4 separate regions of the Mus musculus genome follow, and regions 1, 3 and 4 are each linked to region 2. The links are chromatin contacts, called in public HiChIP or PLAC-seq and Micro-C maps. All regions are on one chromosome and are shown on one strand. The core of a region is the stretch at or near the end of the contact, and the rest is flanking DNA. Distances in the headings are between cores, read along the strand shown. Region 1 overlaps Gm32849 (a long non-coding RNA gene). Region 2 overlaps Nav2 (neuron navigator 2). Region 3 has its middle 33 kb from the start of 9130015G15Rik. Region 4 overlaps 9130015G15Rik (RIKEN cDNA 9130015G15 gene).

Region 1 (7,174 bases), core at 1,475-3,974, 240 kb after region 2:
GGCAGGGCAGGGCAGGGCAGGGCTGATCCCACGGAATCCTTCCCTGTCCATTGCTGGATGAGAAGAGCAGGTGAGAGCAGGCTTTTCCCTGATGGCATGGAGATCTCCAAAGCCACTAATTTCAAGGAAGCAAGGCCCTCTTCTTAGTCTGTCTGCCGCCTCAGAAGTGCCACCCATAATTAGCCTCCAAACGATGACACCATTGCATACACTAGCAAGCGTTGGCTGAAAGGACCCTGATATAGCTATCTCTTGTGCGACTAGGCAGGGGCCTAGCAAACACAGAAGTGGATGCTCACAGTCAGCTATTGGATGGATCACAGGGCCCCCAATGGAGGAGCTAGAGAAAATATCCAAGGAGCTAAAGAGATCTGCAACCCTACAGGTGGAACAACATTATGAACTAACCAGTACCCCGGAGCTCTTGACTCTAGCTGCATATGTATCAAAAGATGGCCTAGTCGGCCATCACTGGAAAGAGAGGCCCATTGGACACACAAACTTTATATGCCCCAGTACAGGGGAATGCCAGGGCCAAAAAATGGGGATGGGAGGGTAGGGAAGTGGGGGGGAGGGTATGGGGGACTTTTGGGATAGCATTCTAAATGTAATTGAGGAAAATACGTAATAATAAAAAATATTAAAAAAAAAAAAAAAGAAGTGCCACTGATGTGATGGTCCTCACAGAGGCTGCCTCACACTTCCCAGCCTGGTTCCCTGTGTACATAGATGTGTCAGTGCCTCCTTAAACAAGATGTATAATTTCCACATCACTAACAACAGACAGCAGGACTCACCTTCCTGGGCTGCACCTCTCTCTTCTGTTTCACTTGGATGGAGATGTAGATAGCTGAGAAGGGATCGGGCCCCAACTCTCTGAGAGAATATATGCTAGAATGGCTGTGGTGGGAACATGGCAGAGGAATTGATGATCTGAAACATTTTGGATGATCTGAAACATTCAGAGGAAAAGAAGCCACTGGAGGTCACCATGAGGCTTCATCTTGGCTGCTTGTCCACTGACCCTCTGGGGTTCCCACTGTGGCCAAGTTAAGATCTAGCACTGGTGGACTTAAAACTGTGGCGTCCATGCTGGTGCTGTGCACTGTATGTTGCCTTAAATTTATGGCCTAGGCATCGATATGGATGCTAACTTGGTATTTCTTTTATGGAGAAGCCAGTATCATTCACAGAGTAATACCCAGCCAGTCTGTTCACACCAGGGGCTAACAGGAAGTGGGGGAGGGGCTCGCATGAAACGGGGAGGGGCTAACAGGAAATGGAGAGGGGCTAACATGAAACGGGGAAGGGCTAACATGAAATTGGGAGAGGCTAATAGGAAGCGGGGAGGGGCGAACAGGAAGTAGGGAAGGTATCACTGTAGTCTTTTACATAGAATCATGTCAACCAACACTGTTCTTACATAATGCCAGACACTAATATCTTAATTGCCTGCTAAATGATGCCCAAGAACCTAGACATGACGATTTTGAGTAATAACTATGAAAATCCAGAACTGTCTGTGGAACTGTCAGGATGCTGTTGTCTGAGGGTGGGGGTATTCTTAATGTTGAAGAAACTTGGAAGGTAGGATTCTGGAACCTCCTACCATAAATTTCAGATAAAATTAAATTAACTATTATAACACAACATAAAACAAAAAGTCTCCATATTAGAATAGAGATGGTCTACTTTGCCCAGTCATCCTAGGGGACTGTGACATGGGCCCTTTTAGGCCCAACCCCCACTGCTGGCACTGATGTCATCCTGCTGGCTCCACAGCAGCACCCTTAGAGATGGACTCTAGATCAATGAAAGCATCTACCATGCCAGACATGTCTGCCCTACTCCAGGCCTGCTGTGGAGCCAAGGTTCAGGCTCAGTGCCGGGCCATCTGTCATTTGGCGCTGCCTTTAATTGCTGTGCTGATGAACAAGGTTTGAACTTGAAGCAGAAAATGTACATATAAATGTAGACACAGCCTTGAAGCGTTGTCCCCTTACAAACTAACACACTGTCTGGACCACATAGGTAACAGTAGCCAACACACACCCTGTTCACAGAAGGTGCTTGTCCTAATGGGCAGATGCTCCAAAGAGCCAAGAAAGTCTCCACTTAGAGGTGGCCCAGTCCTTGGGGTCACAGCCAAACAGGAGAGGTAGATAGGTAGGCAAAGACAGTAAGTACTATGTGGTGGGGTCTGGGCAAGAAGGCAGTCTTGAGACTATGCAAACATGGAGGTAGGGATCTGGTCGGCCTGGGGTGTCTACAAACTTTCTTAGGGAGCACAGGAGGCCTGAGTTACATGTTAAACTATATGAAGTGTAGAAGCTCTCCAGGAGAAGATCAGAACATAGTGGTATGGCAGAGGGATCCAGACAGAGAGAACATAGACTGCTGCAGGGCCCAGGGAGGTGAATATGGTAGGCTGAGAATGAAGCAGGGAGACATGGATGCAGAGAGTTAGGATGCTACAGGAGGAAGCAGGTGAGGATTGGAGCCCTGAAGAAAAATTGTTCCATAGACCGTGTCTAAGCTTTGCCAAACATACAATCTAGCATTAGGTCAGTGTGGGGCCTTCGCCCTTACGGGTCTTGAGAGGAAGGGACATGGGAGGTGGCTCCAAGTGTGGTGGATGTGTTAACCACTGAGTCAGAGAAGACTGGTTTCAGGTGGAGACAGGGCAGGGCCAGAGTTCTGACTCATCAAGCAACAAGGTCCTGGCATGTCTCCATTTTCTGGGGAAGGGAACTTTAGCAGTTCAAGAGGTGAGGAAGGGCAGAGCTCAGATACAGATCCGTGTGAGCCTGACTCAGACCCCATGCGTGGCTCTCACATCACAGGAGGCTGCTTCCTTCCTGGTAGCGGGAACAGCCTGAGCCCGTGTGAGAAAGGAGGATGTCTGAAAGCACTGGAGGGCAGGCATGAGGTGGTTTCCACTGGTCAGAAGTGTGTGTGGGCTCAAGGAGGACTGTGGCCTGGGTGTGACTTGGCCACTGTTACCTTTGTGTTTGAGAGGGTGTATTAGTTCATAGGGGACAGTGGACAGCACTTTAAGGTTGTCTCTACCTCAAGCTCAGGGTGACAGCCTACAGAGTGACACAGGTCCAATAGGCTTTGGAGCCCAAAAACCTGTGGACAAGGGGCTGACCTTCCCAGGCTTCAGTTTTTCTCACGAAAACTGCATTCTAACATCTTTCTGCAAGGAGCGTTACATTCATAAAAGACAGTAAGAATAAATGCACACCCGGACGGTAAACAGTGAGACCCCAGGGGTGGGTTGGTTGAATTCATTTACATGGATATGGTTAAGTAGCCAGAAGACAGCCAATCTCTATTTTTACTCTGGCTGGCCTGGTACTCATTATGTGTCACCCATGGCGGTCCTCTTCTTGCCTCAGCCTCTTGGATGCTGGCATTGAAAGCATGCACCACCTTGGTCAGCTGTGACCCTGATCTTGTCACCATTAGGGGATTATCATGAAGTAGCATGCAGATCATCACTCTCCTGTCTTCAAAAAACAAAACAAAACCACAACAACACACAACTCCCTCATCAGATGTTTCATAATTTTTCTCCGATTCAGGGAAACTGCCTTAAGGAAACAGAAGGTATTCTCTGCCTAAAATCAATGGCTGTGGTTGTGAATGGCTGACAGTGTCTGTCAGAGGCCAGGCATACACTGTGAGAAGCTGGGGGTCTCAGGGGTTCCTGACAGGGCCTGGATAGCTAGGGACACCCCAGCTGTGAGGAAGGCAAGAAGCTGGCGTCAGCACTGTGGATGTCCCCTTCCTGATGAACCCTGTCAGCTTCATGAGAAAGAAGCCGCATTCTCTCCATCATTCATCAGCCAATTAGAAGCCTCTGGAGGCCACACTCCTTTAATCAAAGAAACAGGAGCACTCTGGACCAGTTCTCACTTTATTGCAAGGGTGAGGCGTGGGTATGGAGACTGCAGAGGGAGAGGCAGGCCTTTGTGAGAGTCTGCTATAGCATTACCTGTAGCCTCCCTGGGCCGCTGCGTGACTGTGTCTGGATTGTACTGTCCACTTGAACTGAGGATCCTGCATGTTCCCAAGTCCCAGGACACTCTGAGACTGTTCTGTGAAGGAGACCTCACTCACCAGACTAGGGAACTGGGGCCCAAGAGAGAGCGTGGTTATCCAAACCATTCAGTGAGGAGGGTACTTTACAAACACTGAAATCCCAGCTTTATCCCTGCCTCACTGTGCCTTATATAACAGGGGTGAGAGAGGTGACAGTTGGCTGGGGCTCTTGATCAAAACGACCAGATGGTAGTGGACAAAGAGAAAGGAATACTTGAGCTGACCCCTAAGCACAAGGCTGGGCAGAACAGCCCCAGGTTTGCATCGTTGCTAGGACGCCTTCAGATAGGAGATTTCTATCCCTGGTCCCTGCCCTTACTCAATCTGGAGGGCCTGCCTGCAGGGTGTGGTAGAGAGCAGAGCAAAGTATGGAGCCCAGCCATGTTCTCATTGTTCTAAGTAAAGCTGTGCCCACCATCACATGAAAAGCAAGGGTGGAGGAGAGCTAGGCGGGTGAGGAAACCCTTAGGAATGGATGCTGAAAAGCATCCTCAGCCAGGCACGCTGGGATGGATGCAGTTTAGTTTCAGTATTCTGTTTCCCAGAGAGGGGAATATAATATTCTCAAACATGACAGGTGAGGAAGTAGAGACCCAGAGACCAAGCGGCCACAGCTAGCAAGCAACTCCTCCTTTTCAGTAGATTCAGGGCTTTGGTCTATGAGGCTTGGTAACCTAGGCTGGGTCCTGAGCAGCAAACCTTCAGAAGGGATTATGTGCCACTTAGAGAGTCAGTTGAGTCACCCAGTCACCCTTTTGGCCACGGGCTTGCTGACAAGCAGTGTGATTGACTTACACTGAGGATGTGACTAGGGCCTGGCAGAAAGAAAGGCAAGGATTCCACCCCTCCTTCCAAGAGTCACATAGAGAGCATTCTGCGCAAGCCAGGGGGTCTTGAAGGGATTCCTGTGGCTGACCTGCAATTCCCCGCCTCTGCCCCTGAGGTACAGCCATAGCTCATGGGGAGGGCCTGGGGAACTGTAAAATCCCATTTGCCACAATTAGCAGATGATTAATGAAACTCGGCAGCGGCAGTCTCTGCTCCCTGGAGACCCACACCTCTGTCTCCTGCCAGCACCAGCTTGGGATGGGAAGCAGCCAAGCACCTGGTACCCAGAGCACCTGGGGACATGTCCCTGGTCCTGCCGGGGAGGAGGCATTTTCCTGCTCTGCTTTCTTGGGATACCTTTGTATTTGATATTACTGGCTAGCTCATGCCCTCTCCAAGGAATGCCACATGGTCTGTAGGGAAAAGTGGAATAGGGGAGGGGCCATAAAGGAATGGGAAGGAGAGAAGGGGGAGACACTGAATGTCAGGAGGCAGTATAGTGGGCAGCACAGGGAGCAGCCCCACGACCAGGACTACTATATTCTGCTGGTAGAAGATAGGAAGGGGCACATGGAGCATCTGCAGGCTGGGCTGATGATGGTCTGCACTATAGGACCAGCCATGGGAACCTCTCTTGGATGCTGGCATTATTCCCACAATTCTAGAGACTGAAGTCTCAGAGCAGGGTGCTGGCACTGGCAGGTTTTGGGACTGCCTTGCAGAGAGATCTCTTACTGAATTCTCAAGGGACAGATGGGGAATGGGAGAGTTTTGTAGAGTCCCTTTTCATTGCCTCATCACCTTGGAACAGGATTAGGGGTTAGGATCTGAATGTGTTAATGTGGTGTGGAGTGCAAACAGCCAGCCCATTGGCATTGTGATGCTTGAAACAGTACCTATTCTCCTGTTTCTTGTGAAAAGTACACAGGTGGATAAGTCAGGCGTGACTTCAGATTTCATTAGATGTACCATTTGTCAGGAGAGGAATGTTAAATCGCTAAATATTTGTTGAAGAGCAAACAAATGAGCTACTTACAAGATTAATAACTTCTGTGAAGGGAATGCCCAACTGAGTGTGGGGAAGGGCATCTGCCACAACCACAGACATTCATCACACACACACACACACACACACACACACACACACAACTCTAAGACAGACCAGGAGCTAAAAGGCATGCTGGTGTGCTCCAATGTGGACCAGAACCATGGGGATTGATCAGAAAGCTCAGGGGAGCTTTGGTCAGGGGAGCATCCCAAGACTAGCCCTGCATCACAGAGGTGAAGTCACCGGCCTGGGGTGACAGGCTGGAGAGTGGTGGGGGCGTGAAGAGCAGTTGGGCAGGGGGTGTGAGAGGTTGAGATAAGTCACTGCTGTGAGTCCCTAGCACAGGAGTAGTAGGTAGGTCAGAAGGTAGGGCAGTGTTGGTGTAGGGGATCTGGGTAGATCCCTACTGCGTAGCTCTCCTCAGAGCCTTGCAGGTTTGGGGGAGAGGCTGTTCTTTCTCCGGCCTTAGCCATGTGGGGGTGATAGTAGGCTTCCTCCCAAGGCTTAGGGTGAGCCTGTGTGCAGTGCCCCCTGGCATGTGTGTGAGCTTGCATTCTGCCAGCTTACCCGAGGCCCCTAGTAACTGTGTCCCCTCTCAGAGCACTTAACACCCTCTGTGTTACTCTTTGCCTGGCTTCCCTGGCAGCCCGAGTGAGCTCTCTAAGCCCTTTGGAGAGCAGGGATGCTTTGCTTTTTACTCCCTGTGCATCTTCAGCACCCAGCATGGGATGCTCCGTCACAGAACATTAGCTGTACGGAGGGAAAGGAACCGGGATGGACGATGAATGACGTACTCTAGAGGCTAATCTGCTATGGGAGCCGATCCCTCACAGGAGGGATAGATAGCTGCTGGAGACAAGAGGTTTCCCTAAAGCCTGGATCAGGTTTATGCGGAGAACCAGCCTGGGAGACAGGAATTTGTCTGGTAGCCCAGCCTGCTACTCAGAACCCTCTTTGCTCTTTGACTCCCTATGAGGTGGGACATCCAGAACTGAGTCTCAAAGCCCCAAAGCGTGACACAAAGTCCCAAAGATGAGGGGGAGTGAGTGGTATCCCTCAGCCACAGGGAAGGTGAACTCTGACCATGCTGTCATCTTCTTGGTGGGATGACAGAGCTTAGGGCCTTTTGAGGCCTAGACTTGGGAGATCTGCTAAAAGCAGCCGTGGGTGGCTATAAATTCGAGAGGCCAG
Region 2 (6,739 bases), core at 3,618-6,117:
AACAAAAGAACGGATAATAAAGTGGCAAATTAATTTCCCCTGACATGATAAAACTAATGAAATCATCTCCTGTGGGCCATCTGCTTCACGCATGCAAACTGAACTGCACTTGCCACTGCCCGGTAAGTTGCTTAACTCAGTTAGCCCTACTCTTCCGCTTTTGTTCTAGTCTCAATGAGACCGTCTCCCTGGTGGCTCAGTCAGAGGAGGGTGACACATGGGATGGTGACATCTTCAGCTGGCTGTCCACCAGTGAGCAAGGGTAGCTAAGATGGCTAGACGTTTAGCAGAACGGCATGGCGGGTACTGTGCAACACTTCCTAGATGCCACCCACTAAGCCCCAATGCATTTGCCAACTGCCATATTAACTTTTCTATGCCATATTGTCTGGCTCTGCGGCCATCAGTCACTATGAATGAAACTCAGCATTGCAGAATGGGTGTGTATGACGGTTGGCTTAAACTTGAGGTAGCTGTACAACTTGTATCAGTGACCAAAGTGTGGGGAAAAAAAGGGCAAACTTCAGCATTCCAGAAACATAAAAGGGAGAATTCTACCACTTTTTCCTGTCCTCATAGAGGGAAGACAGGCATGGAAAGAGATAGGTGTGTGGAAAGTGCCTTATCGCTCAGAACACTGGGTTGCTCTCACATACTCTCCCCACCCACTCAAACTAAGGGTCACCGACTGCTGACGGGGAATGTCCCTGTATTCAGAGATGCTGTGTGCTGGGGGCTGACTCCTGTGCTGAGCATCTGGAGGGACATTGGCATGGTTGGTGGTTTCAGGAGTACTACCAGGATCCTCTGGTAGGATGCAACTGGCCAACACCCTTACAGTGGGATGGGGTTGGGGGAAATGTGTCCTTGGAGAGAGTGTGACCTGGATACATCAGGAGTATGAGCTGGCTTCCAGCAGAGCAGAAAACCAGCTCTAGTGAGCAGAACCCAAGGACACACCTTTCCCTCTCTGTAGCGTCCTTGGGGACAGAGGGAGAGGGCTCACAGCTCCCACTTCCTCTCTAGAGGTTCTGACCCCAGTTCTAGCCAATGGATTATCTGCGAATGGGAAGAAAAACCATCTGACTGCTGGAGTCTTCATCCCAGCAGGCATGGTCTATGGGCCTGTGGGCCGTTATCCCCACACTTCCCTTGGGACTTTCTGGTCTCCATTCTCCTCCTTGAAATCAGATGTCTGGACTCAAGCTGGAAGCATGAGATAAATAGGAGAGTTTGGATGGCTGCTTTTTCTTTCTAAAGTTTCTTAGAGGATGCTGATGGGGGGGGGGGCAATGTTAGTTGGAAATCCCGTTCTGTATAAAGATATTGGCTAATTATCTCTAAAGAAACAAAAGAAGCTCACTTCAATGGTACCCAAGCCATTTGCCCTAGAGATCCTACAGTCCCCACCTCCCCAGCTCTAGAATTAGAAGTGAGACAACTTTTTATGTGGTGCTATTACCAACTGAGCTATAGCCCCAACTTTGGTGTGTTCTCTCTCTCTCTCTCTCTGATTTAATATATATCCAAGTGATTCTCTTGTCTCTATTTACAGAGTGCTGGATTACAGATGAGCTCTACCACATCTGGTTATGTGATCTTGAAAAACCAATAAATAAATAGATGATAGATAGATAGATAGATAGATAGATAGATAGATAGATAGATAGATAGATAGAATAGAATAGAATAGAATACAATTAGGAGAATTGAAATTCAGAGATGTGACGATGTACCTGAGGTCCAAGAGTAAAGAAGAAACAAGGCAGATCTTACACTGTGTTCTCAACCACAAACTTTCTTCCTTCTCAAAGGTAACATGAAGGGGAGAGGAAGAGGGCCTCTCTCTAGCCTGATCATGTTGCACATTTTAAGTTGAAGAAGTGCAGCTACTAGAGATGAAAGGGACAGGATGACAGAGGAGGTGACTGGCGCAGGACTATTTCCTGCTGAGACTGTCAACGTCCAGGCCACTGAAAACCATGATGACTCATGATGCAATGTGTCACCCAGAAGAGTATTTTATAGTTGAAAAGTCCCCTGGAAGGACTCAGTTGTCTCCCAAAAGCACTAGGTCCTATGGCCACAAAGAATGTGACCCAGAAATTTATTCATTGTATAATTTTATTATTTAACCTGTTTGATTAAATATTTATTGTTTAATTACTCTAATAAAATATTATTATTGATTTATTTAAAAGTACGAAAAGGAAATTCTTAAGATGGAGCAATGTGGCTCCTAATACAGATTCGGCATGGACGAGCTGATAAAATTGCGTGTTCCATCAATGAATTAGTGCCAAGTGACTAACTAACCTGTCATGAGACAGAATAAATAAATAAAAACCTCTGAAGTGACATTCCAGGTCCGGACATCAGACACGCGTGGTTTCACGGAAATTACCCAGGCTTTGATTCCCGGCAGAACTCAGGCTGACTTTTGCTTCTGTCACTTAAATGGGTGATTCTGGGCAAAGGGGTTAACCTTTTGACCCTCAGTGTTCCCCTGTTGAGGTGCCTATCCTGGCTCAGAGGGCTGTCAGAGGACTAGAGGTACGCTAAGTGAAATCCAAGCAGCTGGACTACACAGCCACCCAAATCTAGAGAGGAACTGAGATAAACATGGTAGATAATTCAAATAAATGGAAAGAGACAGCCAGATACGACAAGGAGGCTCCCAGCACATGAAACTTTAATGCCAGTGACAATTCAGGTTTGGCTCTGGTCAATAGGAACCATAAATAGCTGTCGCCTAATGGCCATGTCCTCTTGAAAATGGGTTATTCGTCTGAGTCCGTCTCCCAGAGGACAGCTGCAAATGCCATCAATACTGGCACTAGGCAACAGCCTTATTTATAGTCAAGGGACAGATTCCAAAGATAGAAGAGGCCATGGAGGCTGAACCCCCATCTCCAAGCTCCCATATTTCTAGAGCGGTGAGGCTGGAACATCAGTCTTAAGGGATGACTAAGGCCACAGAAGCATGGCACATGGAAAGAGGAAAGGGAGAAGTTTGGGAGGCGCCATGAGCAGAGGTGACTGAAGCTACATGTGCCTGGCTTTCTGGAGTCAGCTGCCAGCCCTCATGGAGACTGCTCCAACTCGGAGCCCAAATGGAACTCAAAAACTGAAAGACCCCATTGCATATCTAGGCAGACTGTAGTGAAGTTCAGAAAGCCTCCTCTGGTCCACATCCACCATGAAAGCACGTCTGAGCGCTGCACAAGCGCGTCCCAATCTCCCTGACTTGTTTATGACCTGCACTGTAAGCAGGTGCCCCTACCTCCTCCTGTTCCTCCTCAGAGGAGGAGGTGCCTGCAATTCCTCATGGAGAATGGCCTCTTCTAGTCCCTTGGTATTAACTTCTATGGCTGGAAAGCTCAGGCCTCACAAGTTGTGGGGAGGGGTGTCCTCTGGGATCCTCAACAAAATCTGGATTCAAATGCTAATCCCTTCCCCCACCAAAAAAATAAATCTTGCCCTTTTCATCATATCATCTATATTTTTCTTAACTTCTATTGCACCTGTTAAGGTCTCTGAAGACAAGACCTACAGTTACTATTTCTACTGGCTTTACAGATACTGTCTACTCAAGTAACAGTAAGTACTAGATGAGTAAATGGATGGGTGGATGGGTGGATGGATAGACAGATGGATGGATGACAAACTGAAGGACTAAAGGAAGAAAAGATGGGTTTGATGAATCACAAAGAATAATTTTCCACTCTGCCATCTATCATTCAACATCACCAATAAATGGACTGTCATAGCTATCACAATACTATTTATATGGCACCCTTCCTGAACACCACCCCGCAGATCTGATCCCTGAAAGCTGACCAGGATAAAATCCACCTTGCACTTCAAGAGGACGAAACTGGACCATTGTTTGTTGGTGATTAACCAAGCATTAGGTTGTCATGTCTGAGAGGAATGGGGACCATGGTTGCCATTGCACCAAGGTAGGCAAGAGAGAGTACAAATGACTCCAGGACTCTAACTGGATGTATATTTGGGAGACACAAGTGAAAATGAGTTCTTTCCCCATCCTGTCTTCTTTGGTAAAGTTGTATAAAACTAGATGAATGCCTATTATAGGTTTTCAGCCAGGGCAGGCTACACAGATCAGAAGAGATGTGCACCCTCCCCTAATCACCCGAAGCCTGGCTCCTCCCACACTGACCCAAACACACTAGAAAGTGACTAAGAAAAGTCACTAAGCCAACTGGCCATGGTCATTACACCTGCCACCTCAGCCTTAATCCTAGCGCACCCCATGCTTCCCCTTACCATGGCCAAACATTCCTAGACAAAGGCCCATGTTTATTTGGCCATTTCCCAATCCTTTAAGCCACAGATTGGGTGAGGCCCAGGAAACGTATGCCAAACCAATCAGGCTGCGGTTATTTTATTTTCCACTTGGCTCCTTCGTGCTTGCAGGTAAAACTGGTTCTGTTGTACAGAGGGATTTTCCACTGCCAAGCAGGAGAGAGTGATGGTCTCCCCGGCCCGTGTGTCATCCTTCACTTGTGTGTCTGTAAGGGAGTGACTTCCTGTGTGTCTGGCAACTCCCTCATGCACCAGAACTCCGATCTACCACATGTGGCACCTCAGGGAAACTTCACAGTGCCCTGTGAGGAAAGGATTGCTGTCCCATTTCACAGGGAGGACACTGGCACCCGGGAGATGGCAGTGACTCCTGAACCTCACAAGAGGACCCACCCCCACACATGGAGTCACCGTGAAGCGTGGCTCCCACTAATGCAGCAGAGAGCTTGGAAGGATGAAGAGCTCCACAGTTCAGTCTTTTCGTGGCCTCTAACCTGATCCTAGACAGAGCAGCCCCAGCAGTCTCTCCTATGTGATGGGTGCTCTCAGCTAATGGGGAGCTGGCACTCACTAGAGGAAGCAGTTCTCGTCCATACTCCCAAGGCCAACACTACACTCACTGCAATCAGGGGCAGTGTCTCGGTTCAGCAGATGCCTGGTGAATCTGTTATATAGTTTTGATACATGACACCAGCATAATGTGCTCGCCTGGGAATATTTTGGTGCCAAGAATGAGCAGGAGGGAAAGCACTGCAGAAGGATTGACCTTGGTAATCTCCCACCACAGTAACTCCCCACTCCAATCCCCCCTGGAGGAGCTTTAATGAAATCTTGCAAGAGATGAGATGCGGCAATGCTGGAGGAGATAGAGCCCTGTCTGGAATATGCAACTGTCTGCAGGAGGGTGTGGTGAACTAGAGAGCAATGGCCTTTCTCCGTGATCTAAAGGGCTGCTTGTAGCAGACAGGAAGCCACTGCACACGTCTGTCTGTGCTCTCCAATCAGGGTTAATGGATACTGGGGTTGGAGAACAGCCTATATTTGTGCCTCTAACACTTTGCTTGAAGCCTGTGTGGGACAACAAAGACTCCACCGATGGCCTGTCCCCGGTGACTATGCCTTGCTGCCCAAAATTGTTTCTCAGGATGAACAAACACTGATGTCCTGCTCCTAACCAACACGACTACAACGAGGTCTACCTGCTTCGTTGGGTTGCTCCTGAATCCATCATTCATAAGAAACCAAGATGAACACTGTCTTATTTAAAAGACATGCCAACAGGAGGCCAGCCCACTGACCACAGAGACTTGCAATGATGTAGTCTCTGTGTCAACGTGGCCCCATCTACTAGGGGACCTTTCCCATATAATGAATATCACAGCACCTCCCTGCACCCAGAGTCAGACGGTCCTGAGACACAGAAGGGGGCTTCTCAAATGCTCAGGCCCAATGCTGACATCTTGTCATAGAATCCTAAGCCTGACCTCCATGCTAAGTTTTCCCAAACATCAAGTCATGAAGAACCTTCTTAGCCCCATGGGCTGCTGGATATTCTTCCTGGAAAGCTTCCCTTGGTTGACTTGAGTGTGGATCCTAGAAAGAAACGTAGCGGTGAACACCCCAGCCTTTAGAACCAAACAGTGGCAAGGTGCCTGGGTGGTTGTGAGTCTTTGTCTTACAAATGCATTTCAGATGTCCATGAAACGCCCTCTCCCTCTACTGCCCTCTGTTCTTACCCAACAGAGGCTGAGGCTGGGTAAAGCTGAAAGTGGCTTTGCTTTGTTTTATTTATTGACACAGAGTGCCACTATGTAGCTCAGGTTGGTTTTGAACTCTCTGCTCTCAGTCTTCTTGCCTCTGCTTCCCAAGTGCTTGGATTTCAAGTGCACACCCCACCCCTGACTCTGAAGGCAATTGCTAAAATTAAAGCAAAGACCTGATTTTTATTGCAACCACCCCTCCACCTCCAGAAGATGGCCATAAGCCAGCTCCCCCACATCCTCCTATAGTGGTCTTCAACGTAGTCATCCTGCCTCCTGACCCATAGGGCTACTGTGGTCCCTGGGTTGTATCTTCACATACGGAGTCCTAAACTGCTTCAGAAGAAGTCAAAGATCCTGGCCAGCCACATTGCACTCTGCTTAGGAAGAGAAAAGCCTTATAGAGAGAGAGAAAGAGAGAGAGAGACAGAGACAGAGACAGAGACAGACAGAGAGAGACCAGGTGAAGCAAAGAGGGACAGGAAGGAGGCTGTGAAGACAAAGCTTTTGACATTTAGCAGTGTATATGGAGGGTGGGCAGTGGGAGACTTCAGCTCCATGCTGCTCATGCCCACACAGCAAAGAGAGATGCTTCATGGGTGACCCGCAGGGAGCAGAGGGAGAAGTGCCAGCCTGCTGGTTTCGGCCAA
Region 3 (7,606 bases), core at 1,845-4,344, 140 kb after region 2:
TTCTTCTGTGGGGGTGGTTCTCTAACAAGAGTGTTCTGAGGATGGGATGAAAGGATGGCCACAAATTGTAAGCACATAGTAGGTACTCAATATGGGCTTATTCATACCCCCCCCCTTCTTTCTGGTAGGCAGATATGATGCCATGCAGTAGGTCTCCTGGCAACCTGAAGCTCTTGGGTTGTGGCATCCAGACTCAGGTAGGATGAGGCTCAAGAAATGTGTGGTACCTGATGTCCACTTTCTGTGGCAAGTTAGAACTGTGCCACCTGTTCCCTTTAGGTCTTGCTGGAAGCTTTAATGATGGCAGAGCGACTCAGCAAAGAGTTAGGGAAGCTTGTTGTTCTGGGATACATACTTCTCTGGCCAAGTCTGTTGTCACCATTTTGGCTTGGAAAGTGTCTTTCCCATAAATGGCTCCGAAATAAGCCGTGTCCTCTCCATGAATGTACAATGGGCCAGTCATAAGCAAGTCAAGATGGGAACCATGATGACTGGTGCAGACAGACAGTCAGAGCAGCAAAACAAGCAGACCCATGAAACTGGTGGGTCTTCAGTTTGGGGTTCCAGATGGTTCCTTCATGTCCACCTAGTAACTGCATCCATGGCAGGAGACTCCCTTTCTTCTCTGCACCTAAACCCCAGTCTAAAAGCAGTGGAGGACCAGAGAAAAGTAGTGATCCTAGCCTCAGGCTCCTTACCAAGTTCTGGTCTCCTCTAGTGACTGAGGCTGACTTTTGCCTCCTGCCTTCAAGGGTAGGTGGGCCTCCTATCTGCATAGAAAAGGAGAGTGGAGGTAGCATTTTGTACAAGAGATCAAGTGGGTGGGGAATGGCTGCTTGGTGTTGCTGTTGACTCTGGACCAGTCTGCTTCAGCAGGAAGGAGTGCTGCCATTAATTAGTGATGTCTGCCCTGGGGTTTGGGAGTGGGGAGTGGCGGCCACACTGCTGCCATCTCCACCCTATTTCAGAGACTGTGCACTAGAAGATGAGTCTACGCGCCTCACATCAAAAGAGTGCAAACATTCCTGTATGGCCGGACTTTCTGTTGTGATGAGCAATTTGATGGTTTCCAAGATGGAAGAGGAAGTGGAGCGTAAAGGGCTGGGAGTCTCGAATTGTTTTGAATAGGGAAGGACGTAAATAGGAGTTCATCTGATAGAGGATAAGAAGTCAGCATAGAAGCAGGTCATAGCAGTTCACACTATAATGCCAGCTTCCCAGAAGCTGAGACAGAAAGATTACCACAAGAACAACCTGGGCTTCTTAGTGAATTTCCTTAGTGGAGGAGACAAGAGGGAGGGGGTTGGGAACACTCTATAGATATTGCTTTCATTATGGTCTCTTACAAACCACTGTCCACACTTGGCCCTCCTTTTTCAACATGCTAAGGACTCAGGCATGAAACATTCAAGGGTCTTCTCCCAAAGCATACAGTTAGGTAGGAGACAGGGCCAGGAGCACAAGCCAGCTCTTCTCCATCTTCCAACCTCTATTTTACCTTTAAATCTTATTTGTAAAAGCCTTGTGGCATGTGAAAACACAGGATAAAGGGAAGAAAGCCATGTCTTTATTGTGGAATTTTCTTGCTTTGAAGCATTTTTATCAAAATCAGTCTAAAAGAGGCATCACAATGATGATGGTGATGGTGATGGTGGTGATGATGATGACGATGACAAAAACAGAAGCAACCCAGCCGCTCATTGCTAGCTGAATAAGAGTAAAGCATTGTGTGCCCATGAAAATGGATGTTTTTAGTTTTAACAAAGAGCAACATTCTGACATGTGCTACAATACGGATGAACCTCAAAAACTCGATGTGAAGTGGAATAAGCCAGACAAGAAGGGAGAAACCATGTATGATTCCCCATGGGCACCTAAAGTAGTCAAAGTTACAGAGACATGGAGCAGAAGTTCGTTGTCAGAGGCTAGAGGTAGGAGACATGGCAAGGTGTTTACTGGGTAAAGGTTCAGTTCCGGAAATGAAGGCCTTTTAGAGATGGACAGTTGGTGATACTATACAAGGAAGTGAGTGTAACTAACACCATCCAACAGTTATCCCACGTGGTAAGACAGTGAATGCCATGCTGTTTATATTTTACCAAAATTAAAAGATTGGAACTATACAAAAGCTACATCTTTCTCCAATGCTAAGAACATTTGCATGGGTAAGATGGCTCACTGGTAAAGGTGCATGCCCCCATCCATGTGCATATGTGCATGCATACACACAGACACACAGACGCACACACACTACAGACACCTTCCCTATGACAGCTGCTCCTCTAGTTAGAGGGACAACTCCCCATGAGCTACTGACCACTCATGCTCACAGGAGAATCTCATGGAGTAACACATGCAGGTGGCTCAGCTACTCTACTCAAGATGGCCTTGGTAAAGAATGACAGTCTACCTACCTGGGAGACAAATTTCTGGGCATTTCTGAGAGGAATTATCTAGATTGAGAGACGGGAAGATCCATATTAAATATAAGTGGGGCCATTCCAGAGGCTGGGGTGGTCCAGGATTGAACACAAAGGGAGCTGTGTACATCATCCATGGCTGTCTGCTTCCCAACTGCACACCTAGTGTGTGACCTGCCAGCCCCCAACTCCTGCCTCCATGTCTTCCTCACCATGGGGGAATGTATCAAACTGTAAGCCAGAATAAACCATGCCTTCCTCAAGTTGCTTGTCAGAGATTTTGTAGCAGTTATGGGAAAAAAATAACTAATACAAACATTTTAAGTTTATGGTAGAACACAGATTAGCCTGTCTCCTTTGTAGTTCCTTTTGTGTCAGTTTCTAGGTTAGTGGGTCATGGAGTTGGAGAACAAGGAACACCGAGTTGAGGCAGAAGTTGGAGGACACTGAGTTAGAGCTGACTTCTGTTAAGATCTGCAGCCTTCCCTCCTTCCCTCCCCTCATGCTTACCTCCCCCACCCTGCTCCCAGGGCCCCACAGACCTCTGATCTCACACGACTTTATAACACTGTGGGGCACTGCTGTCCCTCCATGCTGACTTGCTCCCCCCAGGGACTCCTCATCTTGATTCCACTCAGTGTTATGTTTGGGAGTCTGTGATTCACAGAGCCCAGGCTAGGAAGCAGTGAGTGATAGTGGTGACTCATCTCTAGCCATTCCAGTAAAAAGAGCAGACAGTACAGGTGTCCAGGCCCTGCCTCCAGGGAAAGCCAGCCCCACCGGGGAGCCCTGAGATGGGCTGGTGAGGTCAGTACAGAGCTAGCCTGTTTCATCGGCTGGCCCTGGGGCTTGTGTGGCCACCTCCGTGCTGCCTAACCTGGTATTTGCTGTAGCTGGGAACCTGTGTTTACATTGAGCAGCTTTGCCTGCCAAGTTCACGCTGGGGAAGGGAATGCAAACACTTTGAGAGAAGGTTCCTCCCCGGGGTCCTGCTCTGCAGAACATTTTCTTTCCAAACAAGGGCCATTGGCCTTGAGAGTCTTTATCCCTTAATGGTGGGGTGGAAACCTACTAATAGACTCCTATTAAGAGCGCACGCTTCCTCTGTGTAACACCTACTGTACTCAGGTGTGACTCCAAGCCTTTACACAGAGTCCCTTGTGAAAAACCCCACAAATAGCCCTATGAATCTGTTGTGATCTCCATTTTATTGTTGGGGAAACTGAGGCCCTGAAGGGTTGAGTCATTTGCCCAGGGCTAAAATGGTAGTAAATAGAGGCTCTGGGTTTGAACTAAGGAGATGGAGTTTGAACCTCTCTCTTATCTTCCACATCTCAGATCCCGAGTAGAACTAACCCATCCTAGGCGGCGCTATCGATCCATCAGCATGCTCTGGCTTTTCTGCTTCCTGCATCCATTTCCCATGGGCCTTGGTACCACACAGGTTGTTCTTACTGATCCTTCTTACCCGAGCTCCCGACATGCCCATGATTGTGCCCTGACCACTCTCCTCCCAACCTGCCTTCCCTCCACAAGTCAAAATCACCTTCAGCTATCAGAAGTCACAGGACTCACCCACCCACCACACTATGGACTCCCAGAGTTTCCCCACTGTGACAGTTCCCCTCTCACAGCCAGCAAGGCCCCATATTGTCTGGCCACAGCCCTGGCCCCTGCTCTGTTTTCCCTTGACTAGTAGCACACTTTGCTCTGGACTCCAGCATCTGCCCACTTTCTTGCCAGCACACATTCTTCCACCGGGGAAGATCTTGCTCACTTCTTATCCCAGAGAGCTCTGGTTTAAATATCCAACTCTGAAACTGGGTACAGAGGCATGTACCTGCAGTCTCAGGGCCTAGGCGCCTGAGGCAGGAGGATCTTGAGTTTGAGGCCAGTCTAGGTTTCACAGTGAGTTCTATACTATTTTAGGCTACATAGTAAGACATTGTCTCAAAAGCAAAACAAGCCAGGCATACTCTTCATAGACAACTTCTCTGACTCATCATGCCATCTGATGATCCTGTGTCCTCCACAGCATTAAAGTTTAAGATGGTGTGTGACTATATGTATATATGTATAAATGTACATACATACACACACACACACACACACACACACACACACACACATATATAAAATCATGGATATCCTGCAACTTTGTATGTATAGATGAGGCTGGCCTTGCCTCAAATTCAGAAAGCTCTGCCTCTCCTTGCCTCCCAAGTGCTAGGATCAAAGGCACATGCCATCATGGCTAGTACACATTCTATACTTTCATTTCTCATTATCCATCTTCCCCGCAGGACTAGAAGAGTCAGAAAGTCAGAAGTACATCCATTTACTTCAATAAAGGCTGAAGCTATGAGGGTGGTGCATAGCTGAGCTAGAACCACAGCCCATCTAGCTGCTTTTGGTCTCCCCAGCACAGGAGTGTTCCTCATTCCCAGATGTATCACCTTCCTCTCATTCCAGATGGACACCCCTGATCCTAATGTCAGTTCAAATCTGATCATTGCTGACTGACACATTACCTCTCTACAGATTTCCATGATGCTGTGAGCCCCAAGGCAGAGCCTGACTGCAGAGCTGGGATGCAGATGATGCTCTCAACTGTTTAGAGCCCATTCCAGCACATGGCAGCCACTGTCTCTGTGTAAAGCAACTGTATCTACAGTGTGGATGTGTGTGTGTGTGTGTGTGTGTGTGTGTGTGTGTGTGTATGTGTGTGTATGTATGTGTGTGGTCTGACTACTGTGGTCAGAAGGCTCACTAGGTTATACCGTGCTCGGAAGCTCCATTGTGGCCAGCTGGTATGGGTGTGTTGTCATACATGGCCAATAGTTAGACGTTTGGACATTTGTGTCAGGGAGAGGCCTGTTGACATTCTGGTTCCTGTTTCCCAGCTCTGACACTTGAACAAGTAAGTGTCTGAAAACTCATTTTATTCCTCTATCAAATTGAGATAATACTGGTCTTTTTATGGCTCTTCTGATGGCTGAATGTGTTTAAACGCAGAGACTGTGTCCTTGAGAGGTGAGGAGTGTTAGTAGGGCCTTTCTCTTGAGGCCCTGCCCATCTGGCCTGCCCTGGCTGCCATCACTGACCTCCTTGGTGGATATGGTCCTAGCTCTATTAGGTTTCAGGGATGGAACACTTCCAGAAAGTAGCAGAGCACAGTAGGAAGGAGACACAATGTGGACAGAGGCATGTCTCCAGGTACATACAGCCTTAGAGACAGCCAGCTGGTGTGGCATAAACAGAGGAAGATATGGGCACTGAAAACTGAGTTGAGTTCAGATCTGTAACACCCACCCACCCACCTTCTCTGGGCCACTGGTGATGGTTCTTGTTGGTGCTGCTGTTTTGTTCTTTAATTTTTGTGAACCAGATGCGTGAAATGACTTCTAGCTGCTCTGCAGTGTAACGTGGAAATGAATCAGACTCTCACCACAAAGAGCACTCACAGAAACGGAATTCTGGCCGCTTGATTCTGCTCTTCTGCCTTTCCAGGTCTATTAGAAGGCCACAGTGAGCTCTGGAGATGCTCTGCTTCAACCGTTCTCAACTTGCACCTCAGGCTGGACCCCTGCATCTGCCACGCCAAGTTCCTCTCCCATAGTCCCACTTGGACTTCTAGAAGTTCTGGCAACTAGATCAAAGCCAAGAGAGTTCTCGAGTCCCCCTTCTTTCTCATGACCTGCCCCTCTGCCATTTTCTGTCCACTTTCGGTGGCATTGGATAGTATGCCTGATTCTTCCTTCTCAAATACCTTTCATCCAAATCACAACGCTATTGGCTCTACCTGCTCACACATCCTACTCACATCTCAGACCTGCAGCTGTCACATGAGCCATCACACGTGTCCAGGAGACATGTCTCCCTTGGAGCAGTGCTCCTACAGATGAGTTCATGGGTTATGCTGGAGCCCCAGACTGTCCTATTTCTACTCCTCCTCCTTCTACCAGCAGCCTTTACTTTGCATCAACAGCCAGGGAGGACACACTAGCACATCTGATTGTATTCACTGCAGCCCCCCAATGTGTGCACTTGCAGCCCTGGTTTGCCCTACCAGGCTCTGCCACAACCACCTCTATGGTTTCCCTTCCTCTCAGCACAGGTGACCTCCTTTTTGCTTCTTCAGCACAGCCAGCCACCCTGGCCACAAGCCTTGGTTTCACACTTGATTAGCTAGCTGCTCTACTGATAAAAGCTGTGCCTGAGAGGTCCTCACACCAGCCAGCCTGAGGTGTTCCTGGGGATGGCTCATCTCCATTGTCAACTCTGGCCTCAAACCACCTGCAGTCTTCCATCTCCTCATAGGCTGGGATGTCCTGACAGCCCCTGTCAAGGTTCTGTGTTTTGTCATTTCTGTTTGCTATTTAGAGAGACACCTGGCCTGAAGCTGTGGGCTGAGAAGAGTGCAATGTGGAGAGTCCGAGTTGACGCTGCCCAGTCTCTGCAGGGAAAGCCACCCTGAGCCAGGTCTCTCAAAATGACCCCTGTCAGCTCTATCAGATGCATCAAGAGAGCTGCTGCTCTCTTCCTTCTCTGCCAGGGTCCCAAAGGAGCACAAGGCTGCTGACCCTTGTCTTTAGTCACCCTTGAATTGTCTCTAGGCAAAATGTGGGGTGGTGGGATGGCTCTGTCCAGGAGCGGCCTCCCCAGACTCAGCTCCCAGCCCTGCCAGAGAAGGGTTTATCACACTTAAGGGGTGACTTAAGCTCTGAGCCTCTGTTCCTGGTCTGTAAAATGGGGGTCATTGTGGTCAACTCCCTCACACAAGTACAAGTATATTCGAACCCACAAGAAGCTCAGGATGGGGCCTGGCTCCCAGGACACAGGCATAACCATTAGCTATTGATGTTATCCAATTCACAGCCATAGAGGGAGTAGGTTTTGCTACCAATTCTGTCCGTCTGTGTCTATAGTCGTCTGCAGATTCATGTCTATTTTCTCATATGCAAATGAGATACTCACAGCAACCTGGCAGGTCGATGCTCAGTGAATGGTAAGATGCTTGGCTCTAAGAGAGGCTTAATAGAAGCTAGTCCTGTCCCTTCTATTCCCCACTCCCCTCTGAAGCTTGTTTCTGCACTCACAGCACTCCTCTCTCTGCTGTCACACTGAATAAATGAATACGTTAAGTCAGTGCACGCAGATACTTTAAGAATCCAGGCTGGTACATT
Region 4 (7,259 bases), core at 4,536-7,035, 200 kb after region 2:
AACATTCATATTCAATTTTTAAAACATTGAAATATTTTGAGTGTATGGCTAAGATTGAGTTGCTAGACAATATTGTGATTCTGTGTTGAATTTTTTGAGGAACCCTCAGGCTTTTCCATGGCCACTGTACCCCTTTACATCCCCACCAGCATTGTATGAAGGCTCATATTCCTCTGAATCCTCACTTGTTATTTTCAGTTTAGAAAGCTACAACCTCTCAGTGCGTGTAAAGTAGCTTCTCTGAATGGTTTGGACTTGTTTTTCTCAGCTGACTGATGAGAAAATTCCTTACTGCACATGATCCTTGGCAATTTATATTTCTACTTCAGAAATGCAATTCCTTCTATTTCTCTCCTCTCCCCTCTGCCCCCTGTGCCAGCATGCCAGCATTCAGCATTATTTTTCTCTTCCTTTATGGCATCACCCACTGGCCCTGGGGCTAGACCATTTCTCCTGTGGTTCTGATTAGCATTTAATGGATCATTTTGAATATTAGCAGACTGTCTAATAAAAATATACTGACCACTGTCTGATTGGTTTATTTTCATTCGACTTGTTGGTCACTGTGCTATTTATAGACTGAAGCTCTTTATATATTGAGGGCACTAGACCTTTATCATATATGGGGTTTGCAAGCATCTTCTTTGGTGGGCATCCCTTTTGGGGTTCAAATATGTTAATTGTTGTTAAAACCCAATGTGTCTACTTTTCAAACATGTTGTCACTCTTGCTTTTTTTTTGTCACATTTCATAGTTCACTGCTGGATTCTGGGTTATGACTGTGTCCACGTTTGATCATAGAGGTCTGTGCACTGTGTTTTACTCTGAATCTTTCTGCGGTCTTCTGAAGAAGGGAACCACATAGTCACTACCCCCACCCCCCAGCTACAAACTGAGGGCCAGGACTTTTAAAACATTCACTTCTATTTCCAATGAACACATGTTTTTATTAGTGTTTAAAATAATTCTATTTTTCTGATTTGTGTGTGCATACATGTGTGCACGCTACAGGGTGCATGTGGATCTGAGGATAACATAGATTTCGCTCCATCCACTGTGCGGGTTCTGGATACTGAACTCAGGTCATCAGGTTTGGTCATGGGCATTTTTACCTCCTAAGTCATCTTGCTGGCTCCAGGTAATACGTAGTTTTCCAAAAGCAAAGCACTGAGTAGCTGCATGCTGCCAGCTTGCCTGATGTCCATAGAGCCCTGGGTCCCATCCCCTGCACTGCACCACCAGATCAGTAAAGAACTAAAGCAAGCACGTGGTGATTTGTGCATGTATGAGATGCAGCGGGAATACACACACACACACACACACACACACACACACACACACACATACAAACACACACACACACACACACACACACACACACACACACACTGCAGTGAGCCCCAAAGGTACCTGTTACTTCAGATCAATGCCATTTCTCTGCAACAGAACATTAAGATTCACTTCCTCTCCAGCTGCATCCTGAACACCCAGTCTTACCCCTGTCTCTTCCTAGTAGCTTCTCTAGGTTCCAGTCACTACTATCCTGTTGTCTGCTTCTCTGAGGCCAATGGTTTTGAGTCCACATGGGGTTTATGGCTTCCTGGACCTGTCTTGTTTTACTTTACACATCCTTCGGATTCATCTGTGTTACTGGAGATGATAGCATGTCAGTCATTTTAATGCCTGGATACTGTTTCTTGTTTATAGATACCACTTTCTTAGCCATCTAATGGAGACTAGGTTGGGCCTACACAAGGCTAAGTATGACATGCCTCAGTCAGCTCTCAAGTTTAACTGTCTTCTCTACACACAGGTTCCATTTCTTGGCTACTCCCACCAGCAGGATAGCTTGGGCATACAGCTGCTGTGTGTCTAGCTTCTTGGGGGATGCCACACTCTGTGCCATAGTGTTTGTTCTCATTTACACGTGCAGTCCACACCCTATATGAAAACGTCTCCCATTCTCCCTATACCCATGCCAACATGCCAACATGCCAGGAGTGCTGCTCTCTTCCTCTTTGACAATACCTATCCTTGCTGGAGCTAGAACAGTTTTCCTGTGGTTTTGATTTGCATTTGATGAGTGATTTTGAGCATGATTTTTCTCTTTCTTTCTTTCTTTCTTTCTTTCTTTCTTTCTTTCTTTCTTTCTTTCTTTCTTTCTTTCCTTCTCTCTCTCTCTCTCTCTCTCTCTCTCTCTCTCTCTCTCTCTCTCTCTCTCTCTCTCTCTCTCTTTCTTTCTTTCTTTCTTTCTTTCTTTCTCCTGGCCACTTGTATATCCTCTTTGGAGAAATATCTATTTAGGTCATTCTCTCATTTTTAATCAGATTATTATTTTTTTTGGCTGCTGAGTTCTTTAAGAGCCACATAAACCCTGGGTATTAACCCCTTACCAGACACTTAGTTCACAAACGCCTCCTCCTCTTCCCTTTCCAGCCTGGTGATTGGTTCCTTTGCTGGGGAGAAGCCTTCTAGTTTGACAGAATCCACCCATCTGCTTTTGTTTTTGTTACCTGCACTAAGGGCACCATGTCCCCAAATTACTGTCAAGATACATATCTTAAAGCATTTCTGCTCTGAATCTGTATAGGAGTTTCATAGCTTGAAAGCCTATATTTAAACCTTTGACCATTTTGAGATTTGTATGATTAAAGAATGGGGTCTTGTTTCTTTCTCTGTACATAGATGATCCTTTTTCTGAGCATCAGTTATTGAAATGGCTTCTCTTCAGAAGCAGGCACCCTTGCTGCCTCTGTTGAGGTCAGGACTTCAGGAGAACGCACAGCTGTGTCAAGACAGCAGCACTGTGTCTCTGTGTGCTCCTGGGCCTCTAACTCTGGGCCTGAGATGCTTGTCCTTTCACTTCCTAGGTCCTACTGCTGCCCACGGTTCATGACCTACAGCATGGTTGTTTCTTCAATGGCCAGCCCATTGCAGAGCATAGATTCCAGATAGTATCTACAAGGGGGGTAATCCTGGGGGGAAGGGAGGAGAGAGAGAGAGAGGGAAGGGGGAGAGAGAGTGAGAAGGGAGAGAGGGGAGGGAAAGGGAGAGAGAGAGAGAGAGGGAAGGGGGGCAGTAGGTGAGAATAGCTATGAGGTTCATTCCAAAGGAAGGTTGCTATTGCCATCTATGCAGCTTACTGTTTAGTTGTATTCTTGTAACTTTCTGCTCCAGAAAGCAGTGACAGTGAGTGAGCTCTGTGAGTCTCTTCACTCCCTAGCTTTCCATTCAACGGAACTTGGAGACCCCACACGCCTGCACTCCCCACCCCACCCCACATACACATGAAACCTGACATTAAAATCAGTCTGTCCTCCAGGCTCACACCACGGGGAAGCGGTGAGATGCAGTGTTGCACACTCTGAGGTAAACTGAGTCCAAGCCTTTGTGCTCAAGCCCACGACAAAATGCTAACAGCCTGCAGTCCGTTGTGGGCTGGCACTCTGTGTGGGCTGTAGAAATAAGCCTTATGAGACGTTCCCAAGCTACTAGAGAACAAAGGGAGAGAGTCAATTGCTAGGAAGGACTGTGGGGCCGAGAGGGGCACTAGGAAGTCCAAGAGGAAGTGCCCATGGAGTGACTGAATGGTGTGTAAAGCAGCCGGCATATGGCTCAACCTGGTGATTTGGTGAGAAATGGCCTCCATAGGCTTATGTGTTTGGTCCCTGATTAGCGGTGCTGTTTGGGGAGGATATGAAACCTTTAGGAGGTAGAGCCCTCCTGAGGCAGAGCATCATTAGATGCACAGGGTTACAGGTTCTGCTTCCTGTTCTCTATCTCTGCTTCAAATGTCTCCATGGAAACACCATCAGCCAGCTTCAGGCTTCACACCTTCACCACAAGGAAGACTCTACCTCCCTGCAACCATAGCCAAAATAAACTCTTTCATCGAGTTGCCTTTTGGTCATGGTATTTTATCACAGCAACAGAAAAGGTAACCAACACACCCAGTCAGTCAAATGCTTGCCTTGCAAGTCTGAGGATCCTCAGAAGCCATGTTAAAAAAAAAGAGCCAGGCATAGCCCATGCATCTGTAATCCCAGGGCTTGGGAGGCAGAGGCAGGAGGAGCCCCGGGGCTCAGGGCCCAGTTCAGCTGAACAGACAGCTCTGGGTTCTACAAGAGACCCTGATCTTTAGAGCAATGTGGAGAGCTACTGAGGAAAGACATCCAGATCAACCTCTGGCCTCCACCCCCAAGCCATGCCCCTCACCCCTCGGGGGGGTAAGGTCGTGAGCTGATAGCAAGACTCTTGCTCTCTGTGATCTTATTCAGGGCACAGTGGACCAGGGATGTGCTTGGGATCAAAGGCTTGGCACCAGGGCTGGCCGGACATTACCTGTGGGTCTGGGTAAGCTCCCATCTTCCTTGATCTTTCCTTCTTTTCCTGGCTGACTTAGGAACAGTAGTTGGGCTCTACAAAGAGGTATTTCCATCAGAAGTCAGTGAATCAAGCCCGCGAAGTGCTTATCACACAGACAGCAATTGATGGAAAGGTCCTACTATGTGCTGAACTTCTGCTCAAGCCCACCATTATCTGGCCCTTGCCTGGACTTAAACTTGGGGTGGAGCTTAGCCCAGTCCCTGCCCTGCCCCGATCCACTTCCCATAGAGCCTTCCTCGGGGCCACAGCTGTTCTCCCTGGCCCTAGAGCTGCACCTCCTACTGATGTTCCCCTTTCTGCGAACCCTTGGCTTACACTGAAAGCCTCCTGGCCTCCAGAGAGGAGCTGATCAAAGCCAAACCAAACCAAACCAAACCAAACCAAACCAAACCAAACCAAACCTCGTGCTGTAACCTGAAGTCTGGAAGAGGATATGCCAGACCAAGAGGACCACAGGGGCAGATTCACGTTTGTTCAGCCCCTAATTTCAACTACTATGTGTTCACTGAGCACATCCTGTGGAGTGGGCCCCACCTAGGCTGCTGCTGTGAACTGCAGTTGGGGTGTGTGTGTGTGTGGGGGGGGGGGGAGGCGTGTGCAGAAAATGACATGCATACTGAGATGCAGTGCTCTGTGGGAGAGCGGGAGGTGTATGGGGTTCTAAGGAGGTGTGAAGGGGTGTGTGCTTGGGTTGGGTGCTGGGGTCAGTGATGGGAAATCCTTCAGCACTGGGGAGGCTCTGTGAGTAGGACCCTAGAGGGCATGAGGGAGGGAGGGAGGGAGGGATGGAGGGAGGGAGGGAGGGAGGGAAGGAGGGAGGGAGGGAGGGAGGGAGGCTGTGCAAAGTCTAAAGACAGAGAAAAGGGATGTATATTGAAAGGCCTGAAATAAGCCCCATGGACAGTGAGTGACTGATCGTGGGCCTTAGAGCCGCAGCTAATGACAAAGTCTGGCCTGTTTCACAGAGGGCCCTGCAGCCACAGAGCAGTGGCAGTAGTCCATCCCATGGACCAGGAGGCAGAGCCCTCAGAACTGATGCCCTTTCAGAGCCTGCTCATCTCAAGCCAGGCATGTTATCTACCCCTCTGAGCAGAGCTGACTGAAGGGAACCCTTATGGAAATGTGGGGATGTGTCTGCAGGCTGACTCCAGGGAACAGGTTACCTTGCTCCAACCCCATGTGTGGAAAGCCTTAGTTTGGCTCTTTGGGGTTGGGTCTTCCCTCAGGATCATGCTCATTAGCACTTCCTCTCCCTTTCCAGCCATGGCTCCACCCTCCCCAGCAAGTCAATCAACTGGGTCATTTGGCAGCCTCCTCTCAAGCTACAAGAAGTCCAGTCAAAATTAAAACAAAACAAAACAAAACAAAAAAACCCAGTTGCCCGGTCACCCTGCTCCCAGTTCCTGGAGTGACTGGATGTTTCAGGAGGACCTGGGAAGCTGTCAACAGAGATAGGCTGGACCTGGATAGAAGGGGAAATATTTATTTTGCGGGGATAAATATTACAGAAAAAAAAAAACTTTCCATTCTCCGGGCTCTGACGTAGATTTTTTTTCTTACCAGGAAGGAATCCTCACTGCCTAAAAAAGGGCAGCAAGAGAACTCGTAGGTGCCTTTCACAAACCGTGTGCCTCCACAGAGTAAACCAGCACACTGGTTACAGCTTGAGTGGAAGTGTCCCCCACAGGCTCCTGTGTGTGAACACTTGATGTCATCCCCCCGGCCCTGCCCCCACCGAGTGTGGTCCTCCTCTTTTGGAAGTTTGTGGAACCTTTAGGAGGTGGGGCCGTGCTGGAGGAAGTGCATCACTAGGGAATGGCCTTAGGATTTTGAAACCTAGCCCCACTTCCTGTCCACTCTGCTTCCTGTCTGTGGATACTTGGTGACCAAAGGCGCACTTTGTGCATCCCCTGCTGGGACAGACTGCTTCACCTTATACCATGAGCCACAGGAAGTCCCACCTCCCTCAAACTGCTTCTTGGTCGTGCCATAAGAAAAGTGACCGAGGTACTGGTTAGTTCATAATGTTGCACCTACAGGGTTGCTGGAAAGAGAGGCCCACTGGACAGGCAAACTTTATATGCCCCAGTACAGGGGAACGCCAGGGCCAAAAAATGGGAATGGGTGGGTAGTGGGGGGGGGGCTTTGGGGATAGCATTGGAAATGTAATTGAGGAAAATATGTAATAAAAAAAATTAAAAAAAAAAAGAAAGAAAAGTGACCGAGACAGTACCTGTGTAGTACGTGGGAAGTCTTATCTTATGAGTAATGAGAAAGCACACGTACTTGAGCCAGGGCTGCCTTAAGGTGACCATGGCAAGTTATCTGGATTTTTCCAAGCCTTTCTCTGGCTCTGCAAAGTTCCTTAGGCATGCTACCCAGGAGACTGTCTCCCAGGTTCATCAAGGCGGGCTTTCTTTTGCCACCCTTCCCCCACACCTCCCAGCCACGTTTCCTCATGCCCAGGTGTTTTCAAACACTTCAATCTGCCTGCCGTGGTGGCTGCCAAGGGGGACAGGTAGATCTTAGCAATGGAGTCCTTACAGAGCTTCCAAGCTTATGGGTAAACCTGAAAGTGAAGGTGGATTCCAGACAAGCTAGGTTCCCCCCCCCACCCCCGCTGGAAGATTTGGATGAAGATCTCAGGAAAGGGCTAGAGTCCCCTTTCCTGCCCCAAACACATGCCAGTTCAAATGGCCACCTTAGTTACCCTGCATGGGAGTGGCCAAGCCTCACCCACAGGCCACTTATAAGAGAACTCCGCAGTATGAGCAGGTCAAGCCCAGCTCTCAGGAGAAGAAGAACAAGACACAGGGGCTCTTCCTCAGCTACCACTGAATACCAGGGCACCTGTAGTATTTCTTCAGGAGAGG

What was found. Hi-C and Micro-C count contacts between places; a contact is called where the count stands out from the background. HiChIP or PLAC-seq counts read pairs in DNA pulled down with a chosen protein or histone mark.
Region 1: a contact with region 2 is called in a FOXA1 HiChIP or PLAC-seq map of pancreatic cancer cells. The contact joins two enhancer-like sites. A contact is called at or near these places in 1 of 115 datasets of contacts at active chromatin or transcription factors (pancreatic cancer cells) and 1 of 9 other capture datasets (pancreatic islet).
Region 3: a FOXA1 HiChIP or PLAC-seq map of pancreatic cancer cells shows a contact between it and region 2. The contact joins two enhancer-like sites. A contact is called at or near these places in 1 of 484 Hi-C or Micro-C datasets (nephron progenitors), 1 of 115 datasets of contacts at active chromatin or transcription factors (pancreatic cancer cells) and 2 of 9 other capture datasets (adipose tissue and liver).
Region 4: a Micro-C map of the AtT-20 cell line shows a contact between it and region 2, with 8 times the contacts expected there. The contact joins two enhancer-like sites. A contact is called at or near these places in 1 of 15 datasets of contacts at CTCF or cohesin (pro-B cells), 8 of 484 Hi-C or Micro-C datasets (the AtT-20 cell line, the HL-1 cell line, Sertoli cells and 4 more), 3 of 115 datasets of contacts at active chromatin or transcription factors (VIP interneurons and embryonic stem cells) and 1 of 9 other capture datasets (adipose tissue).

Annotation. Positions count from the first base shown.
Region 1 is chr7:49,089,396-49,096,569 of GRCm38.p6, reverse strand. Gm32849 (a long non-coding RNA gene) reads right to left here. Exons shown (of 2, transcript XR_391458.3): 2 at 1-7,174. It also overlaps a transcript of Nav2 not described here. Among named protein-coding and RNA genes, the nearest start is that of Gm32849, 52 kb to the right of the region's middle. Within about 2 kb of position 2,724, at least 69 of the 459 cell types and tissues checked have an H3K27ac peak or open chromatin away from gene starts, as enhancers often do. A contact at or near this core is called in pancreatic cancer cells, where this site is marked.
Region 2 is chr7:49,330,434-49,337,172 of GRCm38.p6, reverse strand. All of the region lies in intron 1 of Nav2 (neuron navigator 2), which reads right to left. Among named protein-coding and RNA genes, the nearest start is that of Gm51448, 17 kb to the left of the region's middle. Within about 2 kb of position 4,867, at least 39 of the 459 cell types and tissues checked have an H3K27ac peak or open chromatin away from gene starts, as enhancers often do. A contact at or near this core is called in the AtT-20 cell line and pancreatic cancer cells, where this site is marked.
Region 3 is chr7:49,191,524-49,199,129 of GRCm38.p6, reverse strand. It overlaps a transcript of Nav2 not described here. Among named protein-coding and RNA genes, the nearest start is that of 9130015G15Rik, 33 kb to the right of the region's middle. Within about 2 kb of position 3,094, at least 40 of the 459 cell types and tissues checked have an H3K27ac peak or open chromatin away from gene starts, as enhancers often do. A contact at or near this core is called in pancreatic cancer cells, where this site is marked.
Region 4 is chr7:49,134,182-49,141,440 of GRCm38.p6, reverse strand. All of the region lies in intron 3 of 9130015G15Rik (RIKEN cDNA 9130015G15 gene), which reads left to right. It also overlaps a transcript of Nav2 not described here. Among named protein-coding and RNA genes, the nearest start is that of 9130015G15Rik, 24 kb to the left of the region's middle. Within about 2 kb of position 5,785, at least 5 of the 459 cell types and tissues checked have an H3K27ac peak or open chromatin away from gene starts, as enhancers often do. A contact at or near this core is called in the AtT-20 cell line, where this site is marked.